2 separate regions of the Drosophila melanogaster genome follow, and region 1 is linked to region 2. Evidence: chromatin contacts called from public Hi-C data. All regions are on one chromosome and are shown on one strand. The core of a region is the stretch at or near the end of the contact, and the rest is flanking DNA. Distances in the headings are between cores, read along the strand shown. Region 1 overlaps sif (still life). Region 2 holds the start of CG4835.

Region 1 (2,700 bases), core at 6-2,505, 220 kb before region 2:
TCCTCGTCGTCGTCCACCCAGGCGCTCAACACGCCCTCCACGAAGTTGTACAGCATCTGGATGTTGGCCTTCATGGGCGCCGAACCGGAGGGCACTTGGGCCTCCGTCTTGATGAGCTTCCGGTTTTGGCACACCTCCCGCAGAAGATTCTCGCCAAAGTGCACGGTTTTGTGACGCCGTCGACGGGAATTCAGTGAGGCAGCCGAGGCGGATTTCATCAGCTTGCCATTGGAGTGGTGCACATAGGCGGGCAGTGGTTGCACTAGCGTGGTTGTTGGCTCCAGCCAAGCGAGGCCCGATCCCGGTCCTCCTAATCCACCATGTCCAGCACCTCCGACTCCTGCACCCATTCCTGCGGAACTGGCGGAGTCTCCTCTCTGGAGGGTGTTTGGTTGTGAATTGCTGCGATAGTGATGGTGCGGATGTGGATGCGGTGGCGAGGGCAGTGGCTGCATCTCCAGGTCGTCCAGTGGCGCCGGCTCAATGTCATCCAATGTGGTGGGCGGCTGGGACAGCTGGGTGCGCAGGCGATTGAAGTCGGCGGCACAGCGAGGCAGTGAGTTGCACTTGGCGGCATTGAGGCATTTGCGATTCCGGCAGCTGAGCAGCGGGGCACAGGATCGACAATCGTGGCAGATGACCAGACGGCGTTCGCTCGTCGCTCCAGCTCCTGCTCCGGTTGCTCCCACTCCCATAGTTCCACCTCCTGTTGGCGGCGGAGGCGTTGCCGTTGTGGATGGTGTCGTCGGCACATCGGAGCCCATGGCTCCAACCAGATGAGCTGGAACTGCATGCAGTTGCACCTGCGCCAGTTGCTGATGCCTGGCCAGATTTACCGAACTCACCGACGACGTGATGCACTGCCTCGCCTGGCACTCCTGGTACCGGCAGTGCGGATCCGTACAGATGGGCAGTAGTGGACAATCGGGATCCGTACAGGGTCCCGGGGATGGTGAACGAGGAGCCCTCTCCGCACTCGAAGACTTACGCTTGTGGCCACCGGAACGCTGGGCGGACATATCGGAGACCGTGGCGGACCTTTGGGTCTGATGGCGACGGGAACGCTCCTTCCGACCACTAGACTCCTTGGTTTTCGGTACATATTGATAGCGTTCTTTGTGCGGCTTGGCATACAGTCGTTCCAGATGGGCGGTGTTTGATGTGGATGCCGCTCCTGCCCCACCACTCCCCACCACTTCGCTGGCCGAGTGCCGCAGTCTTCTCTCCCGTGAACGCTCCTCCCTCCGCTGGCATAGGGGAGTGTGTGAAAGGGCACTGGGCACCGCATAGCCACTGGGAATGCTCATTCTCTCCGGTGGTTGAGCTGGAGGAGGTTGCTTTCCGAGGGATTGCAGCTTGTGGAGAGGATAGGCTATCCAATCGGCAGTGAGCTGTTGCTGTTCCTCTTCGCTGACTGCTCCACTGTGTCCCAGGGAGTGTCTCTTCCGATGGCTGGTCTTCGACTGATCTTGGGCATCTTCCTGGGAATTGGAACGGGGCTGGGCATCGCCACCACTGCCATTCCGGCGATGATGCGACCGACGGGACTTGCCCCTATCCGTTCCACTGCTGCTCTGCATCTTGGTGAGCCACTCCACAATATCAGTTTTCAGCAGCGAGAACTCACAGGGTCCGGAACCTTGTCGGGACAGCGGTTTCTTGAGAAGATCCGCCAAGGCCTTGGCATACGCAGAACCCACAGCCTTGTCCGCATCCGAAGGCAATCGATCGCGTTCTCGCTCCTTCTTACGCGGCAGATGATCGAGCAGCCAGTCGGGCAGTTCGTCCTTTAGGACTGTGATCTCACTGGGACCCGAGGAGGTGCGCACTGGCTGGATGGGACTGGCAGTTTTTTGGAGCTTCAGCCACTCCATAGTCTCCTCCCGCACCTGGCCACCTTCAGCGGATCGGGCGGAGTGACGCTGTTGAGCCCGGCGATCGAACCACTCCAGTTGCTCGGGCGGTTGGCGCAGGGCACTCTTTGGCATGGTGGCCACTTCCTCGGCACTTTTCTGCCGTCTCGGTGGCAACTGAGGTCTCTGCTCAATTCGCACGTGTGCGTGACCCGTGGGTTCCGTTAGCCTCACCGATCCCTTCCGCCTGATGCATTTCTGTTCCATTGTCTCCTCATCGCGAGCTCTCACCCGTCGAGTGATTTCGAAGATGTCGCCGTTGATCTGGTGATAGAACTTCTCCACTTCGACACCCCGATCGAATTCCTCCTTCGCCGTGGGCTTGGCATGTGACCGCGAGGGTGGGCGTGGCGGTGGCGGCAGCTGGTTGCCCTCGTCCAGTTTCTTCTTCTTGTCATCACTTTCGTCGGAGGAGGCATTGAGCAGGGCACCAGAGCCCGCCCCACCACCATCCACCACCCAGCTTATCGAGCGCTCACCACTGGTTGCTGTACCAATTCCGTCTCCCTTTTGCAGCAATCTGTCCAGGCTGCCATGATGGGTCTTAAGTGTGGTGGCTCCCAGGCTGCCTTTGGTCTCACCCAGCGATTGCAGCCGGCACTGGGCATTGCAGATGCAAACGCCTGGACGCTTTTTGCTGCCAAAGCGAAAGAGTTGGCTGGCCAACTGGGAGACATTCTCGCCGAGGCCGAGGCCCAAGCCACCGCCACCACCGGAACCACCACCTCCGCCAGCGGCGGCTCCACCCGCATCCCTTCCCGAGGCCGTTGTTGCCGATGTCAGGCGT
Region 2 (2,700 bases), core at 64-2,563:
TAGAATGTATTTCCGTTGTAGACCCATCAGAAGGCAGTGTTGTAGGCGTTGAAGGAGTTGTAGTGATTGAAGGCGTCGTCGTGACTGAAGGCGTCGTTGGTTTGTTGGTTGTTCCCGGAGTTGTGGGGAATGGCAGGGGGTCACACCGCACCGAATCGGGTGTATCGCAGATGTGCAGCCAATTATTAAAGAGTTTATCCGGCTGGCAGTAATCCAAATCTGTGCAACCATTTTTGCAGGCCAAGTACCCACTGCAATTGTAAGGATACTCATAGAAACCATTTCCCTTCGGCACACAATAATCCTCTTCAATTCCCTCCGGCGTTGGACCGCAAACCACATCCTCCTCAGTTGTTGAAGTGGGCGGCATTTCTGTTGTGGTTGTAGGAAGGGGCAGCTCCTCGCAATCTGCCATATCGGGAGTATCGCAAATGCCAAGGTACTTATTGAATACCTTGTCTTCAATACAGTAATTTAGCACGGGCCAGCCGTAAGTGCAGTTTATATAGGCCTGGCAGTCATATGGATAATAATGTACCGAGCCATCCTCCTTGTTGCGACAGTAGTCATCTGAAATTCCCGGTGGTGCCGGTGGTGGATCCCAACTGGATGTTGGGAGGTAACTTGAGGGGGTAGAGGACGTTATCTCTGTACTGGTTCCGGTGGTACTTTCTGTCGTTATCTTTGCCGTACTTGATGGTGGTTCTGTGGGTTCTGGCGTTATCTTTTGAGTACTGGATGTTGGTTCTGGCGTAAATCGAGTAGTTCCATCCGTAGGTTCTGGCGTTTCAATCGAGTAGTAGATACATTCTACAGCTTGGGGATAATTACATTGCTGGGTCTTATTATCCCACCAGAGATTTGCGGGACACAACTTCACCGTGGGATAGAGACAGTCGCAAACTAGGAACAAACTACAGTTATCCGGATACGGTACCAAAGCACCAAAGTCCTTGCCCTCGCACATCACCTGGTTTTCGTATCGCTGTTCATTGTTGCAAGTTTCGTGACGAGGTTCGATCTTTGGCAGGGCCAAAACATTTAGCTGCCAGCTCCAGAATACGGCGATAACCACCAGAAGCCATGGCAAAGGCTTGAAAATATTATCTGGAAAAGGAAAGAATACAATAATAATACAAAAAAAAAAACATACAGAGACTATTACTAGTATTTAAGTTTAAATATTTATGTATAATTGACATAATAATTTATTGCATTGTACTTGCATAGAATATCTTAGATTTACCTTGCATAACAACTCCCCTTTCTAAATTGTACTATATATTTTTAATAGGTCTTTTCGCCTGCGAGTTTAACTCCACACTGACTTGTTAACTAGGCCAACTGTCTTGTCTATAGCAAAAGCTATTTCCTGATACAACGTCGGTAGCTTATATTAATGACATTTTGATTAGATTTAATTAGAAATTCTTTGAAATTTATAGAATATCGTTTTCATTCTAGTGATTGTGATTTGTGATTTTATGTTATCGTTAACTTCTGAATTATTTTTCTTAAGTGCCATTTCAACACGAGCAACACAAGATAGTTTCCGTAATATTCTAATCTAGTGATAAGCCAATTACGTATTGAAGTCTTATCGTGGCGTCATAGATTGTTTTGTTTATAAAGGTTAATTTTAAGCAAAATATAAGGCAGGAAGCTTCTCTGGGGTTTTCTTTAAGTATTTCCCCTACTGGTGTTTTTTTACACACGTATTGCTTGTGAAATGAGTGTCATTTTATATTCTTTCATTTCGAAGGTAAATCATTTTATCCTGTTCGCATGTGTTTTGTGTGCGCCTTTTGTGACTCTTATTGCTGCTGTTATTACACTTATTGTTCTTGTTCCAGTTCACGGTGTTGTTGGGTCTTTAATGAGCCCACGTGACCTTTCCGACAGCGAAGTTCGAGTCACAATTTATGATCAGCACTCGACGCGTAAATTACACGAATAAAAATGCGAACATAAACATAAATGAAGCTAGAAGTTTAATGCCCGGCAAGCCATTAAAATTAAGCGACAAAACATGAGTGGCACACAAAATACGGCATTAAGTAGAATTAGTTGAAAATGTATAAACAGATTGAAGAAATTTGTATCTCTAGTTTAAAGTGGATTTGCAAGCTGCAGTTGCATAGAAAGCTAGCCATGGTATTTCAATTTGTGCTGCAAATTACTTAAAAGCATACAAATCTATTTGTCTGAAGGATGTTTTTATGCTGTCTGGCTGACCTTTTTTCCATCCCTTCTTCAGTCGCCTTTGGGTTGACAAACAGTCACGAAGTTGGAAAATATAAAGTGCAGCCTGAAAGGACAAATCCATTAATATAAAAATAAAGTTGCATAAAAGAAAGTGCGGATTATTTAAGTACAGATTTTTTGAGATTAAAATAATAAATGGTTTTGGGTAAATTAAAGTCAGGAGTATGAATGAAACAATACTTATAGGTACTCATGATTACTCTTTTATAAAAAGATATATGAAATTTATTCTATACTTAGCATATTTTTCTTTGGAATTAGCTCAACAAATCAAATATAATCAAATGTTCCCACCTCTTTGGCCAAACTTGCTGCTGGACAATTTTTCAGCTTGATCTGTTGGCTGCTGTCAAGCGTTTGATCTGCAACAGATTGAACTATCAATTATGCCCCTGCATGCGACGTGACCAGCAACTGACATGTGCCACATGCCAC

What was found. A called contact is a pair of places that touch in the nucleus more often than the background predicts.
Region 1: a contact with region 2 is called in a Hi-C map of the Kc167 cell line, with 1.9 times the contacts expected there. A contact is called at or near these places in 4 of 107 Hi-C or Micro-C datasets (the Kc167 cell line, the ML-DmBG3-c2 cell line, the S2 cell line and 1 more).

What each region holds. Positions count from the first base shown.
Region 1 is chr3L:5,696,111-5,698,810 of dm6, reverse strand. The region is part of intron 14 of sif (still life); the gene reads right to left. All of the region lies in intron 15 of CG46320, which reads right to left. Among named protein-coding and RNA genes, the nearest start is that of CG44521, 16 kb to the left of the region's middle.
Region 2 is chr3L:5,478,403-5,481,102 of dm6, reverse strand. It overlaps CG4835, which reads right to left and starts at 1,313. Exons shown (of 2, transcript NM_139708.3): 1 at 1,247-1,313; 2 at 1-1,107. The coding sequence starts at 1,253.